3 separate regions of the Mus musculus genome follow, and all the other regions are linked to region 2. A link is a contact called in public ChIA-PET and Micro-C data. All regions are on one chromosome and are shown on one strand. The core of a region is the stretch at or near the end of the contact, and the rest is flanking DNA. Distances in the headings are between cores, read along the strand shown. Region 1 holds the start of Sell (selectin, lymphocyte). Region 2 holds the start of Slc19a2 (solute carrier family 19 (thiamine transporter), member 2). Region 3 has its middle 25 kb from the start of Mettl18.

Region 1 (3,194 bases), core at 153-2,652, 190 kb before region 2:
GCACCAAGGAACTATGAAATTACTTAAGAACAAATACATTAAAAAATGAGACTAGTAATAGTTACTCCTCTGTAGCATTTTAGACTTTCTTTTTTATTATTATTATTATTTTGTTTTGTTTTAGGTTTTTTTTTCCCCCCGAGACAAGGTTTCTCTGTATAGCTCTGGTTATCCTGTAGACCAGGCTGGCCTCGAACTCAGAAATCTGCCTGCCTCTGCCTCCCAAGTGCTGGGATTAAAGGCGTGCGCCACCACTGCTCAGCTTTTTTTTTTTTTTGGTTTGTTTTTGTTTTTTGTTTTTGTTTTTCGAGACAGAGTTTCTCTGTAGCCCTGGCTGTCCTGGAACTCACTCTGTAGACCAGGCTGGCCTTGAACTCAGAAATCTGCCTGCCTCTGTCTCCCAAATGCTGGGATTAAAGGCGTGCGCCACCACTGCCCCATTTTAGACTTTCAAAGGTAATTAAGATGACCTGTTAAGTTCTAGTGTTGTTATTGTTGCTACTACATTATATTTGTGTGTGTGTGTCTGTGTGTATGTTGACACATACATGCCATTTTTTGTCATTATTACTAACTTTCTTACAGTTTAAATACTATTATGTCAGTGACTTCCTCCAGATTGCTTTTGAATGGCTGAATTCAAACTTTATATGCTGTCTTACCCTCTTCACACTTTCTACTCAAGGTATTTCTAGGTCCCCCAACCTCTCTAAGTTAGAGCCCTGGGATTTTATTTAGGATTTTGCTTTCAGAAGAGCCATTAACAAGGACTTCCACTAGGGGGTGAACGAGGAAAGAGGAAGGAGAGGAACTAAGTTGGGTCAAGTCTTCCAGAAAGCTCCCGAAGTTCAAGAGCAAGTGAACTAGCTCTGAAATAAGTTTTTAATCTATGGTACGACCAGGGTCCCCTACCCCATGGTCGGGAGTTTATAAACAAAACAAGGAACACAAAGGAAAGTGGGGTGGGAAGGGAGAAGAATGGAAGGGAAGGGAGGAGAAAAAAGGGGAGGGGAAGGGAAGGTAGAGGAGGGGAAGGGTAGGGAAGGGAAGGGACGGGAAGGAGGCATAGGTAACCAGAAAGGACTAAGAGGATGTGGGGAAGAATCCAGTTGCCATTGCTTCTTTTTTTTTTTTCTATTTTTTTTTTTTAATTTGGGGGATTATAATATAATTACAATATCTCTCCCTTTCCTTTCCTCCTTCCAAACTGGGGATATCCTGAGCAGGGGGCATAGCTTCTGGTCCACTACTGTGTTCTTGGGGCAAATGATTGAGCCCAGATTAGGAAAGGGGTGGGGAGAGAGAGATAGAGAGAGAGAGAGAGAGAAGAGAAAGAGGAAGAATTGGGGGCGGAGGATGTGAGGCTGGGCTGGAGAAATGAAAGAAAGCAAACCCCACTGGTGACATTGGCACATTCTTCCTGAGCGCAGCACGCCCTCCTTGTGCAAGAACTCTGAGCCCCAGGTGCAGGAGGCTGAGGCCTGCAGAGAGACTTGCAGAGAGACCCAGCAAGCCATGGTGAGCATCCCAGCCTATAAGAGATCTCTAGATATTCAAAATTTTCCTTGGGGTTGAAGAGGCAGGTGGCAAGGGGGCAAGAAGCTATCATTTCTGCGTTTAAGAAATATAGAAACCAACAAACAAGAACAAGAACAACAACAACAACAAAACCCCTACGCATGCTGTCTCAAGAAAATGACTCTAGACTCTTTCTTGCTGATTTTCTCCCTTGGTGTTTGCTTTGATGGAATGCTGGAAGGGGCACAGATAAGATTAGACCTTTGCGGTGACACAGAGTGACTCCCTGAGGAGTGATATACATCCAAAACTACAGTTTTAAGATGTGCAGAAAGCCTATGGCTTTGTTGTTTGAGTTATTAAAAATATATTGCTTCTTACTTGAAAAAAGCAATGCTTGCCTTTCCTGGCTTCTGGCTACATCATTCTTTCATATATTTGAGGTATGGCTCCTTCATGACCCAGCGTGAAAGGCAAATGTGAGTGTCACTGGTTCATTAGACCCCAAGAGCATTAAAAACAAGAGCATTAAAAAAATTAAGATTCTGTTTGATTTAAAGCTCAGTCGAAAAGTAGGTACAAAGAATACCGAAATATCGGAAAGCATAACATTAATCATGATCAACAACCTGGGACTGAAACCTGGAAGGAAAATGAAATAAAGTAGTGTACCAGTGTGTAATGAAGTAGATGCCATAATTTTCAGCCATGACACCCACCCCCCCCCAAATAGTTTACCTTGGATACGGTTGATAGTGGGCTGATGGGCTTTATCTGTGAATTGAAGAAGTGCCAGGGCACTGCCTCATGGTGCTATAAGTTTGCAGTTCAGAGTTTAAATATTTTGCACTTCATTTACAGGTGTTTCCATGGAGATGTGAGGGTACTTACTGGGGCTCGAGGAACATCCTGAAGCTGTGGGTCTGGACACTGCTCTGTTGTGGTATGTCCTTTGTTTTTGGCTAAGCCTTAGGCAGTGATTGTTCTTTTCTTAAATATTCATTGAAAGTACATAGTTGCAGGGAATACAATCAGGTAGATGGCTATTAATTCTTTTTTTTGTTGCTTTTTTGTTTTATTTTTTTTTTTGTTTTTGTATTTTTTATTTTTGGCTATTAATTCTTTTAAGGACTCTCATTCTTTCTCTGACCTTCAGAACTTTTCTGAGTCCCCCTAATACCAGCTTAGCATTGACATTCTCTAGTGATGTGCCCAAATCCTGATATCTACACAATAGTCCTCTGTTAGGAAGGAGTACAGTTAATTGACAAACCTCTAATAAGGCACGTTATGCTTATTCTACATTTCATTTTCTATTAATAGTTTGCTGTGCCCAAAATGAACTTCCACAGTCCAGAGCGTGGGCTGCCTGAGGGCTGGGGTTTTGTTTTTATTTTAGGGGCTTTTGTGTCTTTCTTTTGATGTTACATGTTTTATGCTTAAGCCTTAGAGACTCTTCATCAATAAATTTGAACCATTGTCTGAGCTAACTTATGTTAGCTCTCCTTCTTCTCTCACCTGGACTTTCAGCTCAGAACAAGTGAACACACCCTCTCTTTGTTTTTATAAATTTTTCTTTGCTTTTGAGAGTTTCATACATGCACAGTAAAGTATGATCATAATGATATGCCATTTCCCCCTTCAACAACACCATATACCCCCCAACACCCCTCCCA
Region 2 (3,033 bases), core at 201-2,700:
GGCAAATTGCTCCACGCACACATTTTGTGTATTCACTCGTGCAGCTCGATTCTGCTGATATTGGGACAGAGTCAGTCTGTGAGTCCAGCAAAAAGTCATGCAGAGGGCGATGAAAGAAAGCGCTGGGGATTCCTGCCACGGTTTGCCCTTGAAAAACTTCTGACAACAACCTGCCCTCTTATTGCCTCGTTTTTCTGTTTTAGTGAAGTGTTTTAGTGAAGGATCGCTCAATGGGAACCCAGGAGGTTCGCACAGTGAGCCCTTTCAGTCCTGCCTGCCAGCCCTCAGGTGTCTAGTTGGTCCTTCTCCTTGGAGACGCAGTGACCCAGGCAGAAATGAAAGAATGAAAATTCAGATCGCCCTCACTAACAACAGCAGTCTGAGAGGTGAATCTCAAGACTGGGAGTCGCTGTGACCAGAGGTGCTGGAGAGCCAGCAGCGCATGGTCTGAGCCAGATTTTGTAGCCAAGAGTAGGAAAGGGGGAGTGCAGGCTCCCTTGGAGAAAGACGGGGTGATTAGCCTGTCTGGATGGACCGAGAAGACAGAAACCTCCCAGTGTAGGGTGGGGGTTAGCTGCTTTTACTTTTGAACCCTGTGGGTATTTCGTGAGCGGCACACTTCCTGAAACCTTGAGCCCATTTTAGGGCCTAGGTTTTTAGGGCGATTTCCTTTCCATAGGATATATTAGTTAATTGTTCTTTGTATCCTGCCAACAAAAAGTGACGAAATAAAGCAAAAGCCTCTTGCTGATTAACTCGGTCATCCTCGTTTTCTTTCTGTCTATAGTAAAAGGCCCCAAATCTCAGTTCTCAGGTCCAGCTTGTGTCTTTCTACCACATTTAAAGACAATGTTAAAAAAAAAAAAAGCAAACTAAATCAAACCCAGCAACAACAACAAAAAGCTCTTGGAGCCCAGGGATTGCATTCTCCCGCCTCAAGGTTAAAGGTTTGCAAGCCTGTGTCATCATGTGTCCCGGGCAGAGGACCAACATCAGTAGGTTGGCAGATAAGACTGAGCAGACTCGCTGCGATGAAGCACACATCCGGGGATCCCGCTCTAGGGAGCCTTCCGGACGTGTGATCGGAAAATGCCTGGTGACCGATCCGACCAGGGAGGGTGTGTAGGGTCCTCGCCACAGAGTCCAGACATGGCCCCTAAAAGTCCGATGTCCCAGAACCCCTCACGTCAGAGCCCGGGCGCGCAGCCCCAAGCGGCCTTTCTGTCTTTTGAGCCACTGGCCAATAGGGAAGCAGGGAGGTTGGCTCCGGCCGGGAGGCATTGGCGAGGAGGAGGTTCCCGGGGGCGTGGCTAGTGATCGTCTGCTGTGGGTGGGCGTGGCGTGGGGCGTGGCCAGGCGGAGGCGGGCCAGACCGGGAGGCGGACCTAGGGAAAGGGCGTTCTGCGGTCGGGGCGGGGCGTGGGGGCGGGGCCAGGCGGGGTGGCGGGCCAGACCCGGAGGCGGACTTAGGGAAAGGGCGTTCGGCTAGCGAGCTGTGGCCGCCGGCGGGCGGTGGGGACTCCAAGCACCTTGACCCTGGCGCGAGGCGGCGTCGCGCACGCTTACAGGTGCCCGCGCGGGCTCGCGGCTCGGGCGCCCTCCCGTTGGCCGAGAAGGAGGAGGGGGCCGTGTCGGCGTCCAGCCCCTCGCGCCCAGGATGGACGTGCCAGCCAGGGTGTCCAGACGAGCGGCGGCGGCGGCGGCCAGGATGCTTCTGCGTACTGCCCGCGTCCCTCGCGAGTGCTGGTTCCTGCCGACCGCGCTGCTCTGCGCCTACGGCTTCTTCGCAAACCTCCGGCCGTCGGAGCCGTTCCTCACGCCCTACCTTCTGGGACCCGACAAGAACTTGACCGAGAGACAGGTAGGCAGGAGCGGCAGGCGGGGAGGCCGAGCATGTCAGATGTTTGTGGAGGGTCTGGCGGCGGAGTCCCGGAGCGGGCTACGCAGATATCTGTTCGGATTTCTGCTCGCTTGGAAAAGTGGCCTTACTCTTTGCGTTTCTAGCACGTTCCGTGCGAGACTAAGCAAGATGGGCCGCAGCCCACGTGCATGTGTGTTTCAGGCCGTATGTGGATAACCCGGTTCTGCCCGGACAAGTCCTGTGGGAGCTGCTGGGGACCGGGGACAGTGCGTGGATAAAGAAAACAGTAAACTCGACTTTCAGTAGAATATGTACATATGAGTGTTTGTATGTATATATGGATGGATGTTATTTGGCTTTGTTTTTGTGAGAGGGTCCCCCTTTCCTTCCCCTCCTTGACTTTGTTTACCCCTGACAAGATAGATACGCGCTATTACAGAAGGACAATACAGGACAGTAGTACGCCATCCGAATATGGGTGCTTGATTAGGTAAGACTGTGTCCAAAGATTTACTGCACCCTCTGAAGTCCGTCTCTGGGATGAAAACAGACGGTGTCATATAATTGGTACTTAGCTTTTCTCGGATGGTGAAGTGTTGCTTCACCTACAGGTTTTATCCTCCGTACAGGTGTTTTTGAGGGCTGTGATGCACATGGGCCATGACCAAGAACTCCTGCGCAGACATTTATTCAAGATACAAACTTGTACGCACAGCACCACAGAAGTGCATAGTATACTTCAGAAATGTGCCTAACTCCTGTGATTAAAGCTCATTATCCCGGCACTTGGTTTTGTCAGAGGAGCTTGTAGATGGAGATTGCTGCTCCAGGACCCTTTCCTTGAGTATCCAAAAGAGTGAAAGCTCAGGTCCGATGTCTTTTCCCTACTGTCAGATGAGTGGATGCTGAATAATTGCCACCTTCTTCCTATACCCGGTTTCCTTCCTTACCGCGCTGCTTCCCTGCCCAGGTGGCTGTAGAATATGACTCCCATTTAAGCCTCCCTGTCATTTCCTGTCAGTCATCACTTCTGAGGAGCAACTAACTCAATAACTTGGCATGCCAGGTCAGAGCAAGAGGTGACACTACCAGACCCATTTCAGACTGGCAGGATATAATTACTCAGAGTCCAGTTTGTTGTGCCTTTATTCAAGGTCACCTGGGAAAGAATT
Region 3 (3,141 bases), core at 337-2,836, 230 kb before region 2:
GGCTCCACAGATGACTGATTGTCCTTGATTGGCTTCTATTGTTCCTCAAGGGTGAAAGTTAATGAATACCCCACCCAGTGTATTTTCAGACTCATAATTTCGGGTAAGGCAGACAGCTCTTCTGGATGTTTCCCTTCTGTGGAAAGCCCACCTTCTCTTGGTTTTATGACCCTTCCCTTTCCCAGTTTTCACCCGAGGAAGCAGCAAGCAGCAGTAGCACACGCTTTAAGAATGATCCACGTTTCCGACAAGTGGCTCAGCGCCTTCTCCACAGTATTGCCCTGAGCCTTTTTTGTAGCCGCTCTATCTCACTGGACCTAGTATTAGTTAGACCGTAGACTGTAAAACTAAACTCACAGGTTTACTGTGAGGATTAAGTGAAATTACACTCTAACCATGTGGTAAGATCCAGTTCTCAATCTCGTATGTAGAAGAGGTGCTCAGGAAATGTTTGCCGAACAGATAGCGTCACCAGACAGCCCTTAATTCACTAACGGTCAACTCATAGCTCCTTTTTCTTGCATTTTCAAGAAAAGAAGCTAATGTATAGTATCAGCTGACAGTTTACAAAGCAACTTCTCATCTGCAGTCTTAACATGATTAGTGAACTTTAACCTTGTGAGATTTACTGTGACGAAAGCAGATGCAGAGATGGAACGGGAGCCCAGAAACTTCCCTGTCCATACACACCACCCTGCCCTTGACCCACCACAGCTGAGATGATGCATCGAGCCTGCTGTGGGGCCAGACAGTGTTCCACCTTGGGTTTCTTTAGCAAACACAACTTCATATGAGTTAATGTCTCAAATAACATCCCCCACCCTATACAGTTGGTCCAGGAACCACACTATGGTGTCTATGGAAAAAGAAGGCAGAAAATATTGACATAGGGCTGGTGAGATGGCTCAGTGGGTAAGAGCACCCGACTGCTCTTCCGAAGGTCCAGAGTTCAAATCCCAGCAACCACATGGTGGCTCATAACCATCTGTAACAAGATCTGGCGCCCTCTTCTGGAGTGTCTGAAGACAGCTACAGTGTACTTACATATAATAATAAATAAATCTTAAAAAAAAAAAAAGAAAATATTGACATAGGGAACATCCATTGTTTTGAGGTTGGAGCAGGTCTTTGTACATTTGTAAATAAGTGTGTGCCTGCCCACATGCGTGTGTATAATAGATTTTTTTTCTGTTTTTCATTTGCGTTTCAACTTTCTTTATGGGACTTCTTGACATAAATTAAGTTCAAAACTCAAAACTTCTAATTTATCCTAACAAGGTGTTATGTTTAACATGTCTCACCCTAAAGGAATTCCAAAGAATTAACCTCACTTGCATGGCATTTCCGCAGCAGTTATTCTGAAAAGGGGTTCTACTTGAAAAATGACCAACTCTCGTTTTCAATTCTGAGAATTTCCTGTGTCCGTTCCCGCCATAGTTTATAAAAGTAAGTAGTGAAGTTTTCCTGAGTCACCCAGTAGTGGTTAATGGATGAATTTGGCCATTTAGAAGGTCAAGAGGCAGCTATAGCACACACAGGATTGAGCCAATACCCTTTGTCTTTCCGTGTTAGTCACTGAAGACTGTTGTCTGATTGTTATGGAAATTATCTCCTGAAAGCAAGCCTCCATATCTAGACCTGTCAGTACAACAATGGTTTTCTCGCTGTGGGCAGCAATGATTGATTCTGAGAACTCGATTAGAACTCGAGTTTTCTAAAGAATTTTGATTTTTCTGTGCTGGATGGAAAGCAGTTTTTAAAGATGATTAGTTACAAGTAGTAAAACACCAAAAAATGTCCCCCAAAAAACATCAGGATCATTGAGCCCATGCTAAACTTTCAAGCCAATAATTGATACCAATTTCCGGCACATATCCTGTGTTTTGCTTGTTCATGTCTCTTTGGGATCAACGTGAGTGTGAAAATTGAAATCCTTATCTCTCCAGTTTGTTTATGTCTGCTGTCAGTTGGTGTCTCCATGGCAAATCACAAGCCTCTCACCTGTCCATCTACCTGCCGGCCTTGGGCAAATGAGGACACACTGAAGAGGGAGCTGGGCACCAGATGCTGGGGTAGAGTAAACAGTGCATGTATGATTGCACCTGCTCTCAAAGTAGTTCTCTTTCTTCTAGAGAAACATGGCATGCAAAATTTTATTTCCCTCTGTGTGACTCTGTGTCTCTGTCTGTCTCTGTCTCTCTGTCTCTCTGTCTCTCTGTCTCTCTGTCTCTCTGTCTCTCTGTCTCTCTGTCTCTCTCTCTCTGTCTCTCTCTCTCTCTCTCTCTCTCTCTCTCACACACACACACACACACACACACACACACCTGCCTTTAAAGAGTTGTCGATTTGCAACTTATACTTTCTAATTTCATGATTCATTTGACATTTGAGTTGGGCTTCTGTCTCACAGCGCCACTCGAAGAGCTTACTGAAAAGACCGTTATATTCCCAAGTCCCATGGTTATTCTGGACTTACATGGCAGAAACCCTCAGGAGTCAGTGACTGCTTATTTGGAGCTCTGTCTTCCTTTGTCTTCTGTTGATGTCTCTTTCTGGCTTCCCTGTTTGCTTCAGCAGCTGCTCAGTTGTAGCCTTCCATAAGCCTGAAGCAGGCTAAACCAGAACTCAACCTTGATGCCACTAAGGAGATTATCTAGGGTGGAGCCTTCCTCCCTAGATCACTCTATTGTTCTGCCACTGCCACTGTTCCTCTTCAAGATACTGCTACCTGCTGAGAGCCCCCCCCCCCCCCCCCCCGAGCTATTCTGGAAACTACGCCCTATTCTGCACGTCATCACCTGCAGCTGGTTCCAGGCTCCAAGGGTGAATTGACAGGAATGGACTTTCCCCCCCTCTTTTATAAAGCGTGTCCGCCATTAAAAATTTGAACCTTGAACAGACTAGCATGTCTTAGTTCCATTGTTTCTCAACTCGCCTAGGCTCCCTCTTTTCTTCCAGTTCCAAGATGCCTTCCAGGTTTGAACCCAGACATGTGAGCCACTGGCCAGCCTCAACACTCGGTCTCAGCCTCTTTGACTTTCTGTTATCACTGCTCTACCTCTTCAAATGCACCCCTGAAGTCTAGGACCTCTCTGCCTTCATGCCTGTGCATGCTAGGGTGCATGCTAGCACAGAGCTGCA

What was found. A called contact is a pair of places that touch in the nucleus more often than the background predicts. ChIA-PET counts read pairs in DNA pulled down with a chosen protein or histone mark.
Region 1: an RNA polymerase II ChIA-PET map of memory CD8 T cells shows a contact between it and region 2, with 120 read pairs. The contact joins the promoter of Sell here to the promoter of Slc19a2 in region 2. A contact is called at or near these places in 1 of 39 promoter capture datasets (the 3T3-L1 cell line), 3 of 484 Hi-C or Micro-C datasets (CD4 T cells, Th1 cells and regulatory T cells), 2 of 115 datasets of contacts at active chromatin or transcription factors (the SCID.adh cell line and memory CD8 T cells) and 1 of 9 other capture datasets (adipose tissue).
Region 3: a contact with region 2 is called in a Micro-C map of embryonic stem cells, with 2.8 times the contacts expected there. The contact joins the enhancer-like site here to the promoter of Slc19a2 in region 2. A contact is called at or near these places in 2 of 484 Hi-C or Micro-C datasets (CD8 T cells and embryonic stem cells) and 3 of 115 datasets of contacts at active chromatin or transcription factors (the SCID.adh cell line, extraembryonic endoderm stem cells and large pre-B cells).

Annotation. Positions count from the first base shown.
Region 1 is chr1:164,060,674-164,063,867 of GRCm38.p6, forward strand. It overlaps Sell (selectin, lymphocyte), which reads left to right and starts at 1,403. Exons shown (of 9, transcript NM_011346.2): 1 at 1,403-1,518; 2 at 2,380-2,461. The coding sequence starts at 1,516. Gm51665 (a long non-coding RNA gene) reads right to left here and starts at 2,319. Exons shown (of 2, transcript XR_003948100.1): 1 at 2,257-2,319.
Region 2 is chr1:164,247,596-164,250,628 of GRCm38.p6, forward strand. It overlaps Slc19a2 (solute carrier family 19 (thiamine transporter), member 2), which reads left to right and starts at 1,451. Exons shown (of 6, transcript NM_054087.3): 1 at 1,451-1,861. The coding sequence starts at 1,658.
Region 3 is chr1:164,018,390-164,021,530 of GRCm38.p6, forward strand. No RefSeq gene overlaps it. Among named protein-coding and RNA genes, the nearest start is that of Mettl18, 25 kb to the left of the region's middle. Within about 2 kb of position 1,587, at least 17 of the 459 cell types and tissues checked have an H3K27ac peak or open chromatin away from gene starts, as enhancers often do. A contact at or near this core is called in embryonic stem cells and extraembryonic endoderm stem cells, where this site is marked.